Regions from separate parts of the Mus musculus genome. Here all the other regions are linked to region 2. The links are chromatin contacts, called in public HiChIP or PLAC-seq maps. All regions are on one chromosome and are shown on one strand. Each heading gives the region's core, a stretch centred on a gene start, on an enhancer-like site or on the middle of the called end of the contact. The rest is flanking DNA. Distances are from core to core; before and after follow the strand shown. Region 1 has its middle 16 kb from the start of 4930432M17Rik. Region 2 overlaps Gm33485 (a long non-coding RNA gene). Region 3 has its middle 20 kb from the start of F3.

The links. HiChIP or PLAC-seq counts read pairs in DNA pulled down with a chosen protein or histone mark.
Region 1: an HNF4G HiChIP or PLAC-seq map of pancreatic cancer cells shows a contact between it and region 2. The contact joins two enhancer-like sites. A contact is called at or near these places in 1 of 39 promoter capture datasets (cranial neural crest), 1 of 15 datasets of contacts at CTCF or cohesin (the NIH/3T3 cell line), 4 of 484 Hi-C or Micro-C datasets (group 2 innate lymphoid cells, hematopoietic stem cells, liver and 1 more), 5 of 115 datasets of contacts at active chromatin or transcription factors (the 3134 cell line, embryonic stem cells, pancreatic cancer cells and 1 more) and 4 of 9 other capture datasets (adipose tissue, embryonic stem cells, liver and 1 more).
Region 3: a contact with region 2 is called in a CTCF HiChIP or PLAC-seq map of the NIH/3T3 cell line, with 13 read pairs. The contact joins two enhancer-like sites. A contact is called at or near these places in 1 of 15 datasets of contacts at CTCF or cohesin (the NIH/3T3 cell line), 5 of 484 Hi-C or Micro-C datasets (bone marrow-derived macrophages, cortical neurons, embryonic fibroblasts and 2 more), 7 of 115 datasets of contacts at active chromatin or transcription factors (embryonic fibroblasts, embryonic stem cells, epiblast stem cells and 3 more) and 1 of 9 other capture datasets (bone marrow-derived macrophages).

Annotation. Positions count from the first base shown.
Region 1 is chr3:121,685,247-121,687,946 of GRCm38.p6, forward strand. No RefSeq gene overlaps it. Among named protein-coding and RNA genes, the nearest start is that of 4930432M17Rik, 16 kb to the left of the region's middle. Within about 2 kb of position 1,340, at least 53 of the 459 cell types and tissues checked have an H3K27ac peak or open chromatin away from gene starts, as enhancers often do. A contact at or near this core is called in pancreatic cancer cells and trophoblast stem cells, where this site is marked.
Region 2 is chr3:121,600,726-121,603,845 of GRCm38.p6, forward strand. It overlaps Gm33485 (a long non-coding RNA gene), which reads right to left. Exons shown (of 4, transcript XR_001783961.1): 2 at 184-281. Among named protein-coding and RNA genes, the nearest start is that of Gm33485, 4.4 kb to the right of the region's middle. Within about 2 kb of position 1,411, at least 128 of the 459 cell types and tissues checked have an H3K27ac peak or open chromatin away from gene starts, as enhancers often do. A contact at or near this core is called in the NIH/3T3 cell line, pancreatic cancer cells and trophoblast stem cells, where this site is marked.
Region 3 is chr3:121,702,195-121,705,093 of GRCm38.p6, forward strand. No RefSeq gene overlaps it. Among named protein-coding and RNA genes, the nearest start is that of F3, 20 kb to the right of the region's middle. Within about 2 kb of position 1,552, at least 25 of the 459 cell types and tissues checked have an H3K27ac peak or open chromatin away from gene starts, as enhancers often do. A contact at or near this core is called in the NIH/3T3 cell line and pancreatic cancer cells, where this site is marked.

The DNA of each region.
Region 1 (2,700 bases), core at 90-2,589, 84 kb after region 2:
TGAGCCCTCTGCCCTGGGCTCACAATCAACAACATGGCTAAAGGAATACGAAGGTTGGAGGCCCCAGAGGGGAGGAGGAAAGCAAGGAGGGGACAGCAAGAAGGAGGACAGGGACAGAGGGAGGCATCACGGGATTAGAGCGTGGGTCAGGAGGGGTTGGAATAAGGGAGAGACAGAGCCAAGAGGAACTTCAGATGGATGGTTGCTATCTTATGGTAGATAGCTCTGGTGGGCTGGAGCTGGGTCACTTCCCTGGGCTCAGCTCCTTATTAGCTGCCCCCTCACTTGGAATCACTTCAGGTGACACTGGAGCTCCTTCATGACCTGATTCCTCTGGCACAACAAGCTGAAACAGTCCAGCGTGTAAAGAGGACACCCAAGAGGCTGCCATGGGCCAGGCCCAGCCATCCCCTCTACACATCCACTGATCAGAACTGCCACAAAATTGCAGGACATAGCCCAGATGGTAGAGTGCTCGCCTAGCTTGTGTTTGCCTGTGTTCCATCCTCTGTACCATATGAACTGGGCATAGTGGTGCAGACCTGTAATCCTAGCATTGGGGAAGTAGAGGCAGGTGGATCTGAAGTTCATGTAAGAATTCCAGGTCAGCCTTAGGCTGAATGAAACCTTGGGGGGTTGTAGGGAAGGGGGGGGGCGAGACAAAGTTGTCTGTGAGACAGAGAAGTACCTTCCATCTTCATGGCCAGAAAGATGGAAAAGGGTGGGTAATGTGAGTTGTCATAGCAAGCCATCTTTATTATACATTCTTCTTACATGCTGTCCTTTCTCCATTCATGGTCCTTCTGTTTAGGTGTCCCCTGAATCTGTAGGAACCATTTACTTTCTCACACCTTTTCTGGGGTCCCTCTCAGGTGATCCCTTGATGTCTCTGAGCTTGCACTAAAGGCACCACCCAATACTGGTGACCTCATACACACACAACTGCCATAGTCTTACCAGCTCCCTGAGACTTGACCTTAAAGTTCAACAAAAGGAACTATGTGCTTTGTCTCTCGATCCTCAAAGTCTATACTTAGTTGGTGGTAGATAATGTGTATTGAATGAAGGATTGGCTAGCTTCTAAAGGGCCAGGATCCTTGGTGTGGCCCAGAACAGTCATTTAACTAAAAAAGGAAAACTACACAGAAAGTCCCCCAGTAACTTTGTTTTGCTGGAGCCCTCCCCTGGGTCAGGTCTCTCATTAGTATCCCTAAGAAGAGCCAAAGTGGCTGGTATTAGAAATCTGGGGAAAGTGCCAATGACTGATTAGAATCCAGCCCACTAGTTGTCTTAAAGAGCCTGATTAGGCTTTCAAGAGAATGTCGGAGTTTGGTCACCGCATCCTGGCAGATGAGGACAAGGGGAATAGATGCCCATTGTAGGAACCGGGCTGTGTCTGCAGCAGGCTCGGAGGGATGGTGGGCCTGCTAGAGTAGCTCCTATTGGCTTATCACCTGAGTATGTCATTATATAGCAACACTCCAGCACAGCATCTATGATCCCCACTTTTCTCTGAGCTACTTTGAGTCAGGATTGAAGGCAGTAAAACCTCATTAACACAGGAGGGGAGAGGTGAGTCACTTCCATGCCTGGCTCCCAGCCAGACTCATTACCAAGCTTAAGAGTGAGAAAGTGTCAGCCTCCTTTTATGTGGGGTGATTGGCTACAGTCTCATCGTTAACAACTTTGGAAGAAGAAAATTATATGGCTCACACATACAAGAACAAATAAAACAAGGTTACCTCATGAAGGATGAGTAACTCTAGCAGTGTACCCAGGTCCTCGGATTCAGGGGGGCAGAGCAGTCACCCACACTTCCTGCTGTCTAGAAGACTGAGAGAGGTCTAGAGAAGTTAGGTATCCACAGCTTTGGGGTCTTCCAAGGCCTCCCTCTTCCTCTCATCCTTGGGTTTGATTCATTAGGGCCAAAGGGATGAACATACACAGATTTTATAACTTTAAATGGAGAATCACACCTTTTGAATCATGCCCTCACTTATGCTTGGATGCCTCTTTTCCTCATTGATTTGTTTCATCTTCAAGTCTTTTGGGAGCCTTTGAAGGGTTCCTGAGGGCACAAGGACAGGCTGCTTAGAGGTATAGTGGCCAGAGGACAGCATTTCCTAATGGCTTCTGGGGAATGGGGGCTATCCTCACCAGAGAGGATGGCAGCTGAGATCTCTTCCAGTGGAGCAGTAGGTATTAACGTCATTAATGCTAGAAGTATGCACAGCTCTGATGGTCATGGGGATGACAGCTAACATGCATTAAAATTTAGAATGCCCTAGGCCCTATTTTAGAAGGCCAACACATAGGGTCTCCTTTAACCTCACAATCGCTGTATTTTCAGTGGGGAAGAAGCTGAAAAATCATTTCCAGGATAGAATAAGAGAGAAACCTCCTGAGAAGTCTCACAAAGCTATGACACTGAGTTCATTCAACCATAGTGGCTCTGCCCTTGGGATCCAGAAAGGATTGTCCATCAACTTTTATTCTGGTTTTCTGCACTTACCCCGCCATGCCACTAATCTTTATACAAAGCTGTCACCATCTCTCACCTCAGCCACAAGTGTCCACAAATACCACTGTTTCCCAATCAAACTGCTGTTAAACTACTCCAAAGGGCAAAACAGAGAGGCAGGAATCACAGTGGGATCCAAGTGCCACCGGGCTCCCTAGAGTTACACAACATGGCAACCC
Region 2 (3,120 bases), core at 161-2,660:
TTCTCCAGTCCCCTTCCAGGGACATGGGAAGCATCCCGCCTTGGATTCAGTGTATCACGCACTCTGTGCTGCTTGTGTGGGAAAAGCTGGAGGTGTGAAGCACTGTGCTCCCAGGAAAGAGGTACGAACTCCAGAGGCACCAGATAAACCCTTCACAGGGCAGGAAAAGAAAATCCATGTTACCTCAGTAAGCAAGCCACCGGGCCAGCAGAAGTGCTGAGAGCCAATGAAATCTTGAAGGAAGCACAGACAGCCGGTGAACATCACCCTCCGCCAATCACCTACAGACCAACAGCAATGGGGGCGGGGTTATGGAGAAAGATGTTATCTAATCGCATTAATTATTCTCTCCTACGTCTCCCCATCTACCCCAGCACACAAACTGCCAAACTGCGAGTATCTGCCATCTTGGAAGATGTGGAAGGGTCTAGGTGGGATGAGGGGTGGTTCAACATGGGCGGCCCTGCTCTCTGCAAAGTCCCTGGCATCTACGGTGCTATTTCTGTGGCTTTTGCTGTATTTTCTGTGCTTCTTCTTTTTAAAAAATCCTTCTAAAAGCCTCATACTCACGCCTCCCCTTGGAAAACAGCCTTCTGATTAGTGGGCTGCATCCCTCCCAGCACAGAGCCACGACATGCGGCTTCCTTGCTTCTAGGGTCTCTGTGTGTCCATTGTCGATGGGGCGCTCTCCAAAGTCTACATTTTCTTTATTTCAGCAGACCCCAGAGCAGACACTCTGGCTACTGAAGTAACAACTTACAATCTGTTGTGTTGTATAAAAATAAAGAAAGAAGGAATATGTTTGGTGGGTGTGCAGTCAGGTGTAGGGGAAGGGGTGCCTCTGTGGGTCCATGTTGAGGCATCCCTTTCCCGAGGGACCAGCCACATGACAAAGGTATAGTATAGAATAGTTTATTCAGGGCCTGGGGAGGGGAGTTGAGAGGGTAGTAGAGACAGAGAAGGGGGGTGGGGGAGAGAGACAGAGACAGAGACAGAGAGGTAGAGGCCGGTCATGAGAAAGAGGGGGTGGAGGGGAGTAAGGAGAGAGGGGGAGCAGGAGGGAAGGACAAAGTGAGAGCAAGAAGGCAAGACAGCAAGAGAGAGGAGGGGGCAAGCAGCCCCTGTTATAGTGAGTTAGGCACTCCTGGCTGTTGCCAGGTAACTGTGGAGGCAGCGCCTAGAAGAAATGCTAACACAAGCACCTATTTTTTTTTTTATTTTAATTAAAATATCCTTTTCCACTTTCCCAAATGTGAAGGTGAATGAGATTGTGGATTCCTGGGATCAAGTAGCAGGAAAGAAAGTGAGAAAGTGAGACTGCTCACTTGCAGCCATGGGCCTTCTGAGGCCACCTCACCCCTTAACCCTCCCAAGGCCTTGACTCATGGAGGACACACTAGGGGGCCTCTCAGCTCTGGGATGACACACCTGGCTGGCCTAGCCAATGTCCTTATAAGGCAATTGCTGGGCCCTGCACGGGCTGCTTCCCTGCCTCTTTTTTTTTTTTTTTTCCAGTGTGTGATGAAGCAATGTCCCTGGCCTGGGAAGGGCGGGGAACAGCAAGCCGCTGACTCCCTGTAAGCTGGCGCAGACAGCTCTGCTTCCTTTTCTGTTGGATTTGAAATGAAAAAAATCCAATTCTGGGAGAACACTGGGAACGAGGTCACTTGGTTCCATTTCTACACATTACGCCTCACTGAGCAGCTCCAACCGTTCCACACCCTACCCTGGCATTTTACTCAGGCAAGCCCTCTCTACCCGTGAGCTACACCCCAGCCCTGTGCTGACAGTTCAGTCTCACATCAGTGCTTACATGCAAAGGAAGAGGATGAGCTGTGTTGGCCCGGGGATCAAACATGAGTCTGTTTATCAACTAAAACGGGCTATTGGAGTCAAATTAGAATTTCCGATTAACAACGGATAATTTATTCTCACATGAGCATTGTTGTGGTTTGAATGTGGGCCAGCCTCTAAAATTTATGTTGAGAATTAATCTTCAAATGCAACAGTGCTAAGAACCCCACTTGGATGGGATTTGGGCCTTTGTAAAGGGTTTGAGGGTAAGGGTTTGCCTTCTCTGTTTTCCCCTCTGTGTGAAGACGCTGCAGCTTCTACTCTGGAAGATTCAGCAACAAGATGCTATCTGGAACCCTGCAACTGGTTCTTAGTAGATCTGAACCTACTAGTGCTTTACTCTTAGACTTCCCGACTTTCAGAACGGTGAAAAATGAAGTTCTGTTGTTAACAAGCCACACTGTCCGAGACTATGTTGTTGCAACAGAACAGCAGACCAAGACAAGTACTTCCCGGTTTTGGATGGCACGGATGCTATTAATCATTATTCCCCATAGATACTAGTTGAACTTCCTACTCAGGCTCCCCACCTTTCTTCCTATCCTCCCACTCCTCTTTGCTAAATTTGGCTTCTCTAGGCCACGCCCGTTTCCATCACTGTGATGTAAAGTTCTTCCAGAGAGGCAAGCTTCTGTCTCCACTGGGCCTTGTTTTTACCCATGCGCCTTTCTTCAAGGAGGCCCTCCCTGAGCCTACTTCTCAAGGCCAGCTCCTGCTTGCTTCATCTTCTTCCCAGCCTGACACTACCTTACATAGTCATGGTCTTGTCTGCCTCCTTGCTCGAATGCCCTCCTCAGAAAGTCAGGGACTTCTACCTTGTTGACAGCCATTTCCCCAACCACAGCTTAGAATAAAGCAGGAATTCCTTCATTTCTTTCTCTCTTTGGTGCATCATAGTGAAGCCCAGGCTGGTTTTAAGGTTGTGCCCTTCCTGCCTCAGGCCCTACCAAGTGATGGGATATAGGATTTCAAAGTGCTACCATACATGGCTTGTTCTGTATAATCAAACGAGATGTTTGAGTTTCTGTGTAACTTCACAAGGAGGTGTAGGAAAAGAAGGCTCTGAGAACATCGAGGGTAGACATCAGAGGGAAGAGAGAATCAGAAACAGAGACAGAGCACATCATGAGCAAAGGCAGGTTTGTCCTGAGGTCTGTTGAGTTCAGAAACGCCTCATGTGTCTATAAGGGCTGTAGGCTGCCATCGCTAAGCAGGGCAATGCTGCATAGTTTCAGAGCACTGGCTTGCAGGACACAGCTCACAGTT
Region 3 (2,899 bases), core at 302-2,801, 100 kb after region 2:
TGGCAGTCTGATTAAATGGGTGAGCATGCTAGATGTTACTTTAGTTAGCATGAAATCATTTCATGTTCCAAAACAAACAAACAAACAAACAAACATAGACCGCCTGTGAAGTGCTTTCAGTATTCAGTGAGCTTCAGGATTTTGTGAAGGACAAAACTCGAAGTGCTGATTTGGGGGAAAAAATGGGCTCCCCAAACTGTCTCAGCTTTGACCCAGCAGTTCTAGATGTATAGGAAGGAACCTTAATGTTTACTTTGAATATAAGGAAACTCAGAGAAGAAGATTACTCAAAGTTAATGAAGAGAGGTGTTCCCTCAGAGCCAAGAGTCCAAGTGTCTCCCAGTTTCTCACTGTCTCCCACCACACTGCTGGCATGGAGAACTGTGGGCCAGCTCAGCAGTGGCTTGAGGCTCTCCCAGACTCAACTGCACATCACTCGGGTCAGGTGCCTTCTTCAGACATGGTGTCTGCTTCTGAAGGAAGGGAGGTTTGATGGACAGTCCTTAGAAATCTCACATTTGGGGGCTTTAATTCTCAGCCTCCTTACAACAGTTACATTCTTGTAAATTCTACCCTGACACAGATGTTTTGAGCTTCCTGAGAGGAGAGGAGAGAGGAGGAGAAGGAGGAGAGAGAGGAGAATGGAGAGAGTGTGGAGAGGAAAGAGAGAGAGAGAGAGAGAGAGATATGAAATTGAAGACAAAACTAAAATAGTTTCATTAAAATATAGGATGTATTATTTTATTTGGCTGCTAACCCATAGTTAAATGAAGCTTTTCATAATATATTTACTCCAGAGTCATCTATTTAAAGATTCAAACTACATACACATGTTTAGAGACTCAAGAGTTTGAAAACGATCTTAAGATTGCCCTTCTGATGATCATGGGAGAGGTCTGGGTTCCTATGTCATCATGAACATGAAGCTACTTTAAGCCCTTGCTCTTTCATTAAAGACATATAAAGATGAGCTAAGATACTCACTTGATTTATTTTCTTCCTTAATAATCTCTAGATGAATTCAGATGTCAAACTATCTGAATATAAAGAGCAATGTTCAAAGACTGCCCGCATGATAGGGCTTAAGCGGTCTTCTTGAAGCCTTGCTGAGTCATGCCCCTAGCTGTTCACCCCTCCCCTGAGACATCAGGCAACTGTGAGAAATCTCATATGAACCCAAGTACACAAGGCTTGCACCAGTCCATAACCACCTCAGCCGTCTCGCCACTGGGGGTAAAAATGTCTCCCTCTGATCACTGACACAAAGGGCAGGGTTTAGATATTGGCAAGGGCATGGTTTGGATACTAGCTCACATGATTCCAGCAAGAACAGTCTATTTCTCGAGAGGTTTCCAAAATTAATAATACAGACATCTGGAAGTCACTAGTCCTCAAAAATTACAAACCCTTGATGATGCTTATCAGGGATGCTATCATGGGATGTTCTGAAAGGTCTTGAAGAGTTTTCTCCTGACATCAATCACCACATGCAGAAAGGCTGAGCGATAAGGAAGCGGTATCAAGCAATAGTCTGAAGGGACTTGGGCCAGTGTGCTGAGTCACTCACTGGCTTTCCACAAACCTTTTTAAAGGTTTGGATGAATGGAATATATAGAAACTGTACATATGATGTGCAAATAAATTGGTTAAGTGTTGTTGTTGTTGTTGTTTTAACAAAAAACACAGTTGTGTATCCAGCACCCCAGAAGAACCGCAGGTGGGAATCTCCATCCACATTCTTTTTTCTTTCTCTTGACTTAGAGATCATACGGCGTCTATCTATCCTTCTCTGCCTGGCTGCTTTTACTCAGACATATGTTTATGTGAGTCACCTGCTGTCCTGTTAGCAGGATCCTGTTCATTCTAATCTCCATTATGCATTCCACTGTGGGGAGTCTGCCTCTAGAGTAGTCTATTACTGATGCACATCTATTACTTGGCTTCACACTGTGAAGCAAAATTTATTGTCTGATTTGGAAGCTGAAAAAAAAAGTTTCATGTGGGATTTGTATGCTGAGAGGGAAGAAGAGAATGAAGGAGAAACTTCTTTGGTCTGCTTTGCTCCCCGCCCCCAACCAAAGAAAGATGCTCGTGAGAGCAGAGCTGCAACAGGCAGGAGAGGTCTCCAGTCTTTATTTTTTTTTTTTTTTTAAAGATTTATTTACTTATTTATTATATGTAAGTACACTGTAGCTGTCTTCAGATGCACCAGAAGAGGGCATTAGATCTCATTACAGATGGTTGTGAGCCACCATGTGGTTGCTGGGATTTGAACTTCGGACCTTCGGAAGAGCAGTCGGGTGCTCTTACCCACTGAGCCATCTCTCCAGCCCCAGGTCTCCAGTCTTAAGGAGTTAGGAAGAACCCCTGTCTATGGAATTCTCCAGAAGGACTACCTACAGGATACTGAATATGTGTAAACAACAGGAAAGCCCTGTGGTCTCTTAGAATCCTCTGTATTTACTTCAAAGTGGCTAAGACCCCCATTCAGCCCCAGGCAACTATGGGTTCAGTCTAGCTTCTCACCACACTTGGATGCCCGGCTACTACTTATCTCCAAAATTCTTAAGAATTAGAATTAAAATTCTTAAGATAAGATCCCAGGAATTTTAGGTCCCTGTCTTAGACATAATTTAGGCCAAACAGATTTATGTCCCAGTCTTAGACATAATTTAAGCCAAACCTTTCTGTTTTGATTAGCTCGTTTTTTATTCCCCTTTCCAAGAACACAATAATTATTCTGCTTAAAATGCCCTTGAGATTTTAAGATAATAAGTTTCCAATAGTTTGAGGCAAAGCTAGCTTAGCCCTGGTCATGGTTATCAGGATATAATGATTTATAATATATTTAAGCCAAGTCCGACAGTGTTGGTCTGTAATCCCAGATGTGGAGAGGCTG